3 separate regions of the Zea mays genome follow, and regions 2 and 3 are each linked to region 1. A link is a contact called in public Hi-C data. All regions are on one chromosome and are shown on one strand. Each heading gives the region's core, a stretch centred on a gene start, on an enhancer-like site or on the middle of the called end of the contact. The rest is flanking DNA. Distances are from core to core; before and after follow the strand shown. Region 1 holds the start of LOC100281890 (PCB2). Region 2 holds the start of LOC542722 (superoxide dismutase 4). Region 3 holds the start of LOC103634826 (nuclear pore complex protein NUP93A).

What was found. A called contact is a pair of places that touch in the nucleus more often than the background predicts.
Region 2: a contact with region 1 is called in a Hi-C map of bundle sheath, with 2.2 times the contacts expected there. The contact joins the promoter of LOC542722 here to the promoter of LOC100281890 in region 1. A contact is called at or near these places in 4 of 25 Hi-C or Micro-C datasets (bundle sheath, ear, leaf mesophyll and 1 more).
Region 3: a Hi-C map of endosperm shows a contact between it and region 1, with 4 times the contacts expected there. The contact joins the promoter of LOC103634826 here to the promoter of LOC100281890 in region 1. A contact is called at or near these places in 6 of 25 Hi-C or Micro-C datasets (bundle sheath, ear, endosperm and 2 more).

Annotation. Positions count from the first base shown.
Region 1 is chr1:60,003,670-60,008,080 of Zm-B73-REFERENCE-NAM-5.0, forward strand. It overlaps LOC100281890 (PCB2), which reads right to left and starts at 2,330. Exons shown (of 1, transcript NM_001154810.3): 1 at 762-2,330. The coding sequence starts at 2,197. The coding sequence ends at 992. It overlaps LOC103634874 (a long non-coding RNA gene), which reads left to right and starts at 2,554. Exons shown (of 2, transcript XR_556976.3): 1 at 2,554-2,750; 2 at 3,645-4,411. It also overlaps the pseudogene LOC100273629.
Region 2 is chr1:60,288,988-60,293,398 of Zm-B73-REFERENCE-NAM-5.0, forward strand. LOC542722 (superoxide dismutase 4) reads left to right here and starts at 2,049. Exons shown (of 8, transcript NM_001112234.2): 1 at 2,049-2,262; 2 at 3,683-3,770; 3 at 3,865-3,966; 4 at 4,072-4,167; 5 at 4,354-4,385. The coding sequence starts at 3,695.
Region 3 is chr1:59,719,750-59,724,160 of Zm-B73-REFERENCE-NAM-5.0, forward strand. It overlaps LOC103634826 (nuclear pore complex protein NUP93A), which reads right to left and starts at 2,143. Exons shown (of 15, transcript NM_001360139.1): 1 at 1,928-2,143; 2 at 1,720-1,811; 3 at 1,520-1,586. The coding sequence starts at 2,059. It overlaps LOC100281653, which reads right to left. Exons shown (of 7, transcript NM_001154572.2): 6 at 4,259-4,376; 7 at 3,335-3,893. The coding sequence ends at 3,612.

The DNA.
Region 1 (4,411 bases), core at 1,080-3,579:
CGTGGCTGCGCGGAGGATGGAAGGTGCGGGGGAGCGTTCGGCCGCGGGCTGGAAGGTGAGCGCGGCGGGGCGGCGGGAATCACGGCTGTGGATGCGTGGCTGCGCGGAGGATGAAGGTGCGGGGAGCGTTCGGCCGCGGGCGTGCGCGGAGCGGCAGAACGTGTGCACCGCGAGATGGACGCCTACAGTGCTCACATAATAGTAGTAGAGATTATCATTTTTTTAGAAAGAGTTTTTAAAAGAATGGTTGATATTGATTTTTTCTCAAATGATTAAGTGGTCGATGGATTTACTGAAGCTTTACATGTAAGATTAATAGAAAATTCTAAGTATAATCTAGATTAGAGAAGGTGAAGATTAAGGGAGGCTGTTGAGATATTATGAAGAGTTGTAACTAAATAGATGTTTCGTTTATGATAGCATCTCCAACGGACTTTATTTTTAAATCTTTATTTGACTCTTTATTTATGTATTAAAATATGTAGCATTTCAACAGACTCTCGAATAGGCAAGTTAGTTTGGTTAGCCGGAGTGGCTAGCCAAGTTTAGCTAGAGACGGGTCAATTTGGAAAGCTAAAATTTGGTTCGACAAGTCATTTAGCTAATCCCTTTGAGATGCTTCGAGATAAACAAGAATCTAGTTTAAATCCATATTGTATTTATGTAGAACTCTTAGAAACAACTCCTATATATGTACACCAACACCACCGTGAGAGACTCTGCATATTTGCGAGAGACTCTCGGTTTCTCTCTTAAGAAACTGTGGGCGAAAACATGTATTATGTGCAGACAAGATATCAGCTTCTTTGAAGCAACAAGTCAAAACATTTCTCTTCCTCCAAATTAGACAATCATCATACTTTGGTATGATTGAATCGCGAGTCGTGTTTACATCATCAGCAAGTCAAAAAGCTCACATCTCTACAAGTACATTGTCGGCATATAATCTACTACAAGTTTCTTTCTCCCGGAAACTGGTAATGGAGAAGGCCTAGAAGATGGTCTGCTCGCCAAGCTCCTGCCCCGCCATCCCTTCCCTTATCACTCTTTGGAAGAACTGCTCGAGCGTGTCCTTGCCGTAGCTGGGCGTCTTCTCGTCGCTGTACTCCCCGGTCTCCGGGTCCAGCAACAGCATGCTCTCCGAGGCATAGTACCTGCCAATCTTGCCGAACTCGGCGGCGTCCTCCAACCCCGGGAACAGCTTGGCCAATCCATCGAGCACCCAGATAACGGCGTCCATGATCTGTATGGGCACCTTGATGAACTTGGGCTCGCGCCCGAGCAGCCGAAACAGCATCTCCCCCTGCTCCAGCGGCGTGAGCGCCTTCCCCGGCCCGCCAATGGGCAGCACCTTGTTGGCCTTGTCCTGGTCGTATATGCAGTCGGCGATGAAGGCGGCGAGGTCCTCCTCGCTGATGGGCTTGCAAGCGCAGAGCTTGCCGTCGCCGAACATGACGTACGGTTGGCCGTTCTTGACGATGTCGACCTGGCCGCCGAGGCTCTTGAAGAACGCCGTGGGGCGCACGACGCTGTAGGTGAAGGAGGGGTCCCGCGCGGCCTCCGCGGCCAGCTCCTCCTCGAACTTGAGCTTGGCGCGTTGGAACTCGAGGAGCGGCTTCTGGACGCAGATGGCGGAGAGAAGCACGAAGTGGGCGGCCCCGAGCCCGCGCGCGGCCTGGAGCGTGTGCAGCGTGGCGCGGTAGTCGACGCGCCACGAGTCCTGCACGCCGCCGCCGCGGCTGGCAAGGCAGCAGACCGCGGCGTGGACGGGCCCGTGCGGGGCGAGGTCCGCGAGCAGCGCGGCCGGGTCGGTGACGTCGGAGAAGACGACCTGGGCGGGGGCGAGGTCCGCGACGACATCATCGGGGGAGTTGCGGCCGCGGATGCCGCTCCGGGACCGCGCCACGGCGAGCACGCGGTGGCCCCGGCGGAGGAGCTCCCGGACGACGTAGCGGCCGATGTAGCCCGTGGCGCCCGTGACGAGGACCGTGGTCTCCGAGGCCGGCAGCGCGCGGTAGGGCTGCGCCGCCGAAGCCGGCGCGGGCGGTGAGACCGCGGAGGAGGCGAGGAGCGGGCCCCGGCCGCGGCGTCGGATGGCGGTCCCGGGGAAGGAGAGGAACCGCGGAGCGGGGCGGGTGGGCGACGGCGTGGCTGTACCGGTGGTTGGGAGGCGGGAGGATAGGAGGATGGTCGCCATGGTAGTGGCGGCGGGGGTGTTGGACGGAATGCGGGAGGCGGAACGGCGAGCGACGTGGACGGGAAGGAGGGAGATTGAGGGAGTGTCAGAGTGCGAGGAGCTGGACAGCGTTTGTGGCGGTGGCGAGGTCGGGGGGAATCCGGTGAGCAGAGCAGGGCAACAGATGGATCACATCACGTCAGCTGCGGGGTCGTTTCATTTGCGATCTTTTTTCCGACAGAAGACGAGGACTGTGGTTTTGGGCCCAAATCTTTCTCAGTCCATGGGCCGGTTCGCAGTCAAAGATTCCCACCACAGAACGTAGCCCATCAGAGCCCAACGTTCAGAAGCGTAATAAAGGCGAGACGTAGTGCTAGTGACTCTTCGCCTCTTCGGTCTCCGCAGAAGAAGCCCTAGCTTCCGCCGCCGCCGCCGTTTCTTACCTTGGTCTGCTGGGTGCTGCTGCGGCTTCTTTCAACCTCCAGAGACTTCCGACCTCCATCTCTCAACTAGGATCGCTCGGGGCACTGTTTCGTTCCTTTCTTTGTTTCCCCGTCGATCCGTTTTCATTGAGGTTTGATTCCTCCCGATTTTTCGCTTCCCTGTCGATACGTTTCAACATCTCCGGGGAGTTGGATAGATTTTCTCGTGTCCCCCCCTCTCGAACGCCTATTTTTCTCGTGTCCATATTCTAAACAGTTAAGCGACTATGGATTTTGCTGGATTGGTTTGATGTGCGGGTTGGCTTTCGATGTCGTTGCCGGTGATGACAGCGTATGGCATGAGTCTCGGTAACTATTTTGCGCTTCGGGTAATCTTTTGCCCGAGTTATCGGCGACTAAGATTAATGTGCCAAAATGCTAATCTGAGGCCAAACACATACTGCATTTTTTAATGCAACAAACATATTTTTGTACTCGGCTGGATTCTCATTGCTATATAGTTTACGCAAGTCTTTGCAGCATCATTCATTTGAGGGCGATCCACCTCATAAAGGTTGATGTGTTCGTATTCTGGATGGATTGTGTCGATGTCATATCTTTTTTTAAGAATATCTGAGGATTTTTGATACAGGAATGCTTTGAATCTGGATTTTTGTACCGTACAAGCGTTCAAAACTCGGGGACGGGGCCAAGGCTAGAATAATTTAAGTCCCTGGGTAGCCTAAGTTCCTCCTTTACTGCAGAAACTCTGAAAGGATGAGTTTACATGAAAACTAAAAAAATGCTTTTGTGAACTTAACTTCATTGAAATGCTATAATTAGTTCCTCGCAGTCAAGAACTTTTTAGAAAATCTTTAAAACATACACCTCAATTAAATATTCTCTAATGATGTACCTCAGACAAACATGTTCAAGGGCTTTATTCCCCTTTAACAAACAAACATGCTATAAGGTGGTCTCCAGTTTCTCGATCTGATTCACTATTTTAAACTGTATAATCTACATTACAATATAGTGTTTTGCAGGATCATGTATACTCTTTGCTGATCAAGATTTTAGGGGTGTTATGAAGACTTGTGTCTTAGGGTGTTATGATGATTACATTTACTTGAGGCAGTTCTTCCCTCAAGCACTAACCACATAGATGTTTGGAGACCTTCGCTGCTCCTTAAGTCCTAAAAGGGCCATGCCTCATGAAACCGATTGGGCTTTGAACTCTTTGGGGTTCGAAGCCCATGAGAATAAGGGACATGGTCTCTTTTTGTTGGATGTACCTTGGCCGTTATAACGGGTTTTTAATAATCGAATGCTTTGTTTCATAGTCTATATCTATGAGAATGGTTGTTGTGAAAATCCCTTGAATCAACGTAAAAGCATAATATATCAAGTCATAGTGATAAGAGGAATCCATCGCCGTCTAAACCCTAAATTTGCAGACCCCTTCATCTTTCTTTGTATGCAAGTCCTGTGATTACTAGATTCTCTTGATAGCTAGATTATTTAGGAATCCAAATTCTTAGTAAAGCTCTTCAGAAAAAGTTGCCTAAACGGGCTCTTGGTATGTCTAAGTGTTACTCGGTTGTAATACATAAGAATGTCACACCTCTCTAGAGGGACCCACAACCAACTCTATAGTGTTAGCTTAAAAGATAGGTCATATGTATAACAAATCTCTACTACAATAAAGCATCAGTGCGTGATGCACTTAGTTCATTTTTTTTGTTATGTTCCCCCATTCACTGAACTGTTTGCATGCATAGGCACTCGTATCCTCGTCTTACCTTCTCGTCGC
Region 2 (4,411 bases), core at 799-3,298, 290 kb after region 1:
TAATACACCATTGTTGTTCTTCCTTGTATCGACATCGTCGCCCATAGTGGTATTGAAAGTCGCATAAAAGAGGTAAATAGACAAAACCTGAAAATTATAAACTTTGAACACAAACTTCACCCGAAGTTAGTGTTAGAACGAGTATAGTAAGAATCGAAGTGCGGAATAGTAGTTCTTCTTGCTATGTTGTTGAATCAATGCGGATAGCTTTGGGAGCCAACTCAAATCGATCGCAAGCAAAAGAACTAGAGAGGGGAGAGGGAATAAGCAAATCACAAAGATTGTGATCAGCACAGAAACATAGTGATTTGTTCCCCGATGTTCAACTCCAAAGAGTTTACGTCCTCGTTGAGGAGTCCACAAAGGACGAGTCTCTTTCAACCGTTTTCCTCTCTCACACGGTCACAAAGACTGGATGAGTGTTTCTCACTGTCACGAGGACACCAAGTCCCACAAGCACCTCCACACAAAGTATTCGAAGTCTCTCGCCTCGCTTTACAATCAAGAGAATAAGGAAGGGAGCGAGAGTGAAAATCTCGAATCAAGAACACAAGAACTCGCAACTATTTTTTACTCAAGCCGCTAAGTCTCTCAAATGCAATTCGGATCAAACACGACGCAGAATTAGCTCTGGATGATATTAGAGATTGCACTTAACGTGTAGTAGGTTTGAGTGAGTCTTGTATCTTCATTATCCTGGTTGGGATATTTATAGCCCTCAACTACCAAATGAATCATTGGAAAAAAATTGCCCAAAAGTTGTCTGCGCAGTGGTCCACCCGCCTGTGAACAGTGCTTGTCTAGTGCGCCACCGGACCATGAATAATATGACAGGTAGGTTAACGTTGAAGCCTGTCAGCTGATTGTTGGCTGTTGTCGGGTGGTCTGGTGAGCCACTTGTGTGCCGGCTCAAAAGTGCTAGTTTATATGCTCTCTGTGTAGACGGTCTGGTGTGCCAAGCCTCCGAAGCCTAAAAACACCCTTCCTGAGTAAGAGGTCTGGTGCGCCACTAGTACGCCAAAAAAGAGAAAACAAGACCAAACTTGGGTATTTCTTCTTTCATTTGACTTAGCTTTTCTCTTGGACACTTCCATGACTTAGACAAAACATATTTACAACCTATCCAACTAGTCTAAGTCACGAAATTTGAACTGATTTCTCTATCTTATATTCCTGTTTTGGCTCAAAATAACTCTAAAATAGTGTTTTGTTCAAATTGAGCTGACCAACCTCCTTGGATGTATCAATTAGGTCTCTATGAGTGTTTTGAACTTATCCAAAGTGTAGAACTAGGTGTAGTTCATCTTTTCCAAGGTTTATCCCTTTTTTAGTTGGTTTTGGGCTGATTTTGACTTAGAACTAAATTGAATGGACTTATGCGCTTGTGAGTCAAAGACTAGGCAAACTGATGATCCGAATTGGGAGCTAGTATATTATATTTTGCTCACATCTCTATTGTTGATGGAAGAGTTTAGGATTCGAATATGAGATGTGCAACAAACCTATCATTTCTATCTTTTTAGGACGGCAAAACTCTAAAGACATTTAGATATAATATCATTTGCAATGCACAAAAATATGTATACTGAACACTGTCGTTGTGTGTTACTCTTTCGCTTCTATTCATCTCTCTGTACTTCCCATATTTAAATGTTAAAAACTAAAATTATACTGAAATGAAAATTTGCAACGTGGTTGTTGATTCCAAAACCACGATCTTATCCACTCTCTAACAAGATACATATTTCTTTGTGTTTATACTATATGCTCTAGCATAAGAGCATAAATAAAAACAGTAGCGACGTACCGAAACATAACTAACAAAAAAATAAAATGAACAACATGAATGCATCGAATATATATCGTCCATGAGTGATTTATTTCAGTTTAGTAAAAAAAATATTTCTCACACTAAATATTCATGAGAGCCAGCAGCAACCGGATAAATTCAAAACTATAATATAAGAAAACTGTTGAAATAACTTTTACTTCGTATTCAACCAGTATTTCTGGGGATTGTGATAATGGTGTAATAGAGAGAACCTGCTGGTCGTCGAGGAAGCAACGCAACTTGACTGCTCTGTCCGGCTGCGCCTACAAATCCAGCACACAGGCGCGCACGGCGCATCCCGCTCCTCCACCTCGTCGCAGCCCCCAAGGCCCCAACTACCCCCAGTCTCGGAAGAGAACTATCCAGAAGCGCAAGACTCCAAAGCCGTCGCCTTCCTATCCATCCCTTCCTCGCCGCGGGGGTCGCCTGAGGTATGCTACCTACCAAAACCCTCACGGATCCCTGGCATTTCGATCGCCTCACTCTGTACCCCGGACGAGTTGCAGTTGGATCTCAGATCGGTGGTGCGGTTCCACTTCTAATTTGTTTCCCCCCTTTCCGCTTCCGTTAGCTTCCGATTGATCGTTGAGTCAGATCTTACATCCTATATATGAGCCCATCTGGGCGTCACAAGTAGTGGGACTCGATTTGCTTCGTTCCATCGGATTAAGCACTTTGAGAGCGCTAGATACGTGTCATGTTAGTTCCTTTGTTTAGTCTTGTTGCTTGTTCTGGGATGAATGGTCGTGTGTATATCTTTGTGCTACTCGTGGTGGACTGGTAGTGTCTCCTGTTGCTACGTAGACTGTTGTGGAAGTGTCAGCTATATTATTTTTTCGGTTTTCTGTTGTTTTTAGCTTTGATGAACCGGATCACCATTAAACCTTCAGCTTCACCCTGACCAAGAATACCTGATGAAAGAATGATATTTCAAAGGCCGTACCGTACTGGTATCGCTATTTGTGCCAAGAAAAAGCGTGACTGAATCATGCGGTTTAACTTCTAGAAGTTCAGATGTCATAGAATCATGATTTCTTCCTGTTGAGATTAGCTATTTGGAGCACGTTTGATCAGCTAAGTTTAGGTATCCATATCATGTTATGGTTTGTCAGGGGATGTGTAGGATGACTACTAGCAAGGTGGCCAGTAGAAATCACTTCTACCTTCATGATTAAAATTTTGAAGTTCTGTTTCGAGAATCTAAGTTGTGTGTATTATGTGTTCCCAATTGTGTGGTGTGATTCTCCTAGACTCAATTCTTCATGTGTGAAAGGTCATACAGTTTTTGGTTATCTTGAATGAGTGTACATGCCTGGTCTCTATTACGTGGAGAACCAGAAACAGTCACTTGCAACATAGTGAGTGTCATATTTCCTCTTGATTCACTTTTGATATCTTGACGATGTCACAAATGAAGGCATAGCTCATGTATTTTGCTCAAAATGTTCCATCTTCCACTTACGATGAGATTATGTAGATGCTATATATCTAGGGGTTAACATCTACTCCCTTCATTCCAAATTATAACACATTCCAACTTTCTTGGAGAGTCAAGGCATATCAAGCTTGATTAAAATTATAGAGTATTACAAAGATTTGTGACATTAAATAGGTATACTATGAAAATATACTTCATGAATAATCTAATGATACTTATTTGGTCACATAAATGTTATTTTTTATTATAAAAATTTGGTCAAACTTGAGATGCTTTGACTCTCCAATAAAGTTGGAATGACTTATAATTTGAGGAGGTACTAAAATGTACTGACATATCTTACTGCTCGCTTTTAGTTTGTGCTACTTTTACCCATACTGAAATGGCCCTGTTACTTGTGGACTTGTTTGCAGATCACATAAACAATGGTGAAGGCTGTTGCTGTGCTTGGTAGCAGCGATGGTGTCAAGGGCACCATCTTCTTCACCCAAGAGGGAGATGGTAAGACATTTCATATTCTATGATCTAGTATTTTATATTCGATTGAATTGTCGTCTTCGCATTCTTGACTCTGGTTGGTTGGATCTATTGTTAGGCCCTACCACTGTCACCGGAAGTGTCTCTGGCCTCAAGCCTGGCCTCCATGGGTTCCATGTGCATGCACTTGGTGACACCACCAATGGCTGCATGTCAACTGGTATTTACGCTTCTTTTAGTTTGGCTTGCTTATGTGATCAGGATGTGTGCTAAGTTATCGACCATTGAACTTTCTACTTGTTGGTGAATTTGTCTGGTAATTAAGGACCACACTACAATCCTGCGAGCAAGGAACATGGAGCACCAGAAGATGAGAACCGCCATGCCGGTGATCTTGGAAATGTGACAGCTGGAGCAGATGGTAAAGATCTCTGCCCTTCTTTTTCTGATCTGTTCTACATGCCCATGTAGTAACTGGTTGCTAGTACTTGGGCTAAGGAAGCTGTGTTACTTCTGTGATCCTTTAACCACAGTCCGTAATTCCATTCACATGCTGTGCATATGATAACATACTATCTTGTCACTGAGTTTGTTTCTCTGCTGCCAGGTGTTGCAAACATTAATGTTACCGACAGCCAGGTAATCAGACATTTAGACCCTCATGA
Region 3 (4,411 bases), core at 893-3,392, 280 kb before region 1:
TGTTGCCCTAAATCGCTGGTACCGCTTCAATGAAAGCTACTCCTCCAACACCAAGACTACTGCTGCGTCCACTCATGGCTATGGTGTCGGCATCAACTGGTACCTCGACACGGCTACGACTGATCACATCATGTCTGATCTAAACAAGCTGACGGTCTAGAACAAGTACAAGGGCATAGATCAGATCATCACATCCAGCGGGGCAGGTATGAACATTAACAACATTGGTCATGTTTTTTTAACACCCCTGTGAAAACCTTGCATCTCAATAATGTTTTGCATGTTCCTCATGCTACAAAGAATCTAATTTATGTCCATCATTTTTTAAAGACAACTATGTCACACTTGAATATTTTTCTTATCATTTTCTGATTAAGGATCTGAGCACGAGGAAGGTTCTACTTTGCGTTAGATATGAAGATGGTCTCTATCCCTTACCAAGCCTCCAATGAGGGGATCTTGGCGCCATCAAGATGTCCCCTCGCCGGTGCATAGTTGCTTTGGTCATTTATCCTTTTAGATTGTTCAAAAATTAGTCAGTCAAAATAAAATTTCTTGTTCTAGTGAGTTAAAGAGTTGGTCTATAATACCTATCGACAGGCAAAGAGTCATCAGCTCTCATATTCTATATCAACAGTGTTTCATTTAAACCTCATGAACTTGTGTTCTCTGATGTATAGTGACCTGCTCCTGATTCAGCTGATCGAAAAAATTATGTCAATTTTATAGATGATTTTAGCAAGTTTACCTAGGTCTGCATGCTCAAATTCAAGTCTGAAGTCTTCAAAAAATTTGTTGTGTTTCAGAATATGGTTGAGCATCACTTCAACACCAAAATAATTGTTGTCCAATCCAAACTAATTAGGGAGGCGAGTATCAACATCTGAACTCGTTTTTCACCAAAATGGGCATAACACATCTAGTGTCATGTAGTTAAGGTCCTACTGAGATAAAACATTGTCATATAGTTAAGGTTGGCCTATCTTTGCTTGTGTATGCATCTATGCCTCTAAAGTTCTAGAATGAAGCTTTTGTTGCCACTGCATATCTTATAAACCGCAAACCTACTAAGCTGCTTGATTATTCAACTCCTTTAGAAAACTTGTGTCAACAAACCCCCGAATATTATTCTCTTAAGACCTTGGGTGTGCATGCCAGCCAAATTTACGTCCTTATAATACTCGCAAGTCGCAAACTGTCTTTTCGGTCCATTTCTTGTGTTTTCTTATGTTATAGCACCATGTATAAAGAGTACTAGTGTTTAAGGGGGATCCTAGGAACTAGGAAGCAGCTTCCAGTACAACTAGATAGTCATGTAAATCATGGCAATGCTTCTGTAAAATCCATATCCTATTATTTTTTCAAATAAACCTAAATAGTAATACTCTATTAAACCAAATCAATTGCTCGACCTTTTAACACCTCTTTACCTCAAAAAATATTTTTAACACTACTGAAACTAGTCATATCACTAAACGAAATGTGGTGCCAAATGCACTATTTCCGGCTCATCCGTTACCTTGAGTTCGAATGACTTGAGGTCCCTGGCGAGCTGCTCAGCATTGATCCCCTCGCGTGCTAACAATCTGCAGAAGTGCAGCCCAAACCCTAAGTCCTCACAGACTTATAGAAGCGGCACTTGTAATTCAGGCAAAATAGAGAAGGCAATGCACAGAAAGGATCCCAGGCTAATCAAGTGGGTTCCGGATATTTATCTACCTGGTGGCGGAGAGCGACTGTGACGGAGCCTCAGAGCGGATGGTCTTGGCCTTGAGCTTGGTGGAGAGCGCCTCGAGCTGGTCCAGATTCCTCTGGAGCAGCAGAAACGAACCCGTTAGAGGCAGCAGGAATAAGTGTAGCCGGCGTTGGCGGCGAGGAAGGGAGAGAAGCCGCGCGGAAGGAAACGAGAACGGCGTCGGGCGCGCACCTGAAGGGGAGGGAAGTGCGGGGTTGGCGCCGCCTGCTCGAGGAGCTTCGTGGAGGAGTGGAGAAGCCCCGTCCAACCGCCCATCTCCGCGTCGTCCCCACCTCCACCGCCGCTGCCACCGACGCCGGCCATCACCGCCGGACTAGGAGGGTTTACGCTCGTGGTTTCGGGGGCGCAGGCTTCCGGCGCGGCGCTCGAGCTGTGGGGTTTTTGCCTTTTCGGAGAAGCGGTGGAGCGTTCTGCTGAAATGGTTGCTGGGCTGGGGCTTGAATCACGCGCATCGCCTGTAGCCATCCTGGGCTGTGGAGTTGAACTTTTGGGCTTGAGTCTAATAGCCGTACAACGTGCCTAGCGAAGGCCCATTTTAGCCCGGGTTTAGATTCGAGGATTTGGAGCAAATTGTCGTTACCTTTGTTCCTGACTCTTGAACAGTGCTTCCTCTGTCCACTGTTTATCTCAAACTTTGTGGAGACGATCAGCCTTAAATTTATAAAAACCATAAACATTTGTATCTCTAAACAAAATTTACTATACAAAACATACGACGTGATTAATGTAATAATATTTATTTAATATTGTAAATATAAATATTTTTATATACTTAGTTAAAATCAAGATTAATTGACTTGTTGAAATACAACATGAGCATTTATTGTGAGTCTTGATCTCTTGACATACAAGATGAGCATTTATTTTGAGACCTACGGAATGCAATCTAAAATACCTTCTAACACTATTTTTCTAGGATCTAGTTTCTATAATCGTCTCAAACAGTACTACTGTCTAAAACAGGGTATTTTAATTTTGCGACGTTTATCTTGCATCTAACAACATTAGCAATTTTATAAAGAGTCCCGTCCACCTCTCTCTTATGGCGTGATGGGATTTTCATAAAAGTAGCAGTGTTATTAGATTCAAGATGATCATTTCATATTTAAAATATGCACGTAAGCATTATTACCCCTTTGATCACAAGATATGTTCTCTTTTTCCCCTCTAATTTCAGAATATTTGGCTGCCTTTGATAGACCATATAAAATAGAGGACGCGGTATAGATGACACTGTTTAACACTGTTCGTAAAGTAAAGTTTGAAATAGAGAATAAGATAGGAAAGCTGTTGGAGATAGTATTACCCCTCTATATTCTTCCGTGTACAATTCAATTGATCGAAAACAGACCTTCTGTAGTCATGAGGAGGTTTGAGTCACCAAAGCTCCACACAGATTCAATCTCTCTATCAACAATACAAATTCAGAAATTTTAGGAATATTACTCCAGCTTACAATGTGATACATGTCATGGTTCATGAATCCACCAACTTTTCACCAAAACATCCGATTGAAAATTTGCGTTGAATTGATAACTGATTATGCAGGCAACAGACTGTTACAATGGAAAGGGGTGTAGTGAAACGCTAGAGATCTAAGCTTCCATTCAAATAAATCTAACATCAAACGCAGCTGCTTAAAGAGCAGGAAAGAAAACCTAATATACAGAACTAACTACTTCAACTCCCTCCCCAGCCTATACATGATGTCTAGAAAAAAAATCACTCACATGACAACAGGTAACCAACAAAATACATTATCATTGCATTTTTCGTTTGCAAAACAGCTGCATGGAGCATTTCCCCCATGTTGAAGTCTCCTTTTTTTTACCTGTAAATATTGATCCTTAGGATCTTACCGAGCACGGGCAGTGGCCGGTTGTTTCGATGAGCGCCCAAACTTGTGCTTCCGCTTTTGGTTCACCACTGCAGCAGGATCAACCAATGGTCCGGACCAAGTAGGCACAGCGCCTTTCTCGTGCGTGAACACAGTGCTGAAGGAAGACGGGTCTGGAGGCTCATATAGTGGGTCCATATGATTTGAAGTGTCCAAAGGGACACCAACCGCACCATCTTGATGTGGGGGAGGGAACTTTTCGCTCTTGCTCTTAGCTGCATGAGTGACGAACCTTCGTTTCTGTGGTAAGACAAAAAAAAAAGGATAAGCACAAGTCAGTGATACTGCAAAGTTTGTTTTATGATAGTATGGGCTTCCTTTTGGACCATGGCCGATAAGAAACAGAGGACCTATCCTGAAGTCTACTTGGATGTAGGATGTAATTTACAAAATGTAGAGTTTATGTGAAAGACTGAAAGATCTGAGACAAAGCAAGTGGTTGCACCACGTCAGAACATTGAACAGCTCTATCCTAAGCTTATCTATTAGCCTCTAAAAAACAAAGAATGTTGAACAGCTCTATCCTAAGCTTATCTTATTAGCCTCTACAAAACAGCTTACAGTAACAAATTGTGCACCGGAAGTAAAAATTTCATTCAACGTACATCGATATTTACTTGAAGTTCAGCATTTGCCTCTGGAGCTGGAACTGCCTTAGGTCGATCACGTGCTCTCGTCTTCTTGGCTCCATCACCGTTAGCTCTACCACCAGTAGCCCTTAAACTGTTGAACATGGTAGACAAGTCAGGTAGCATCAT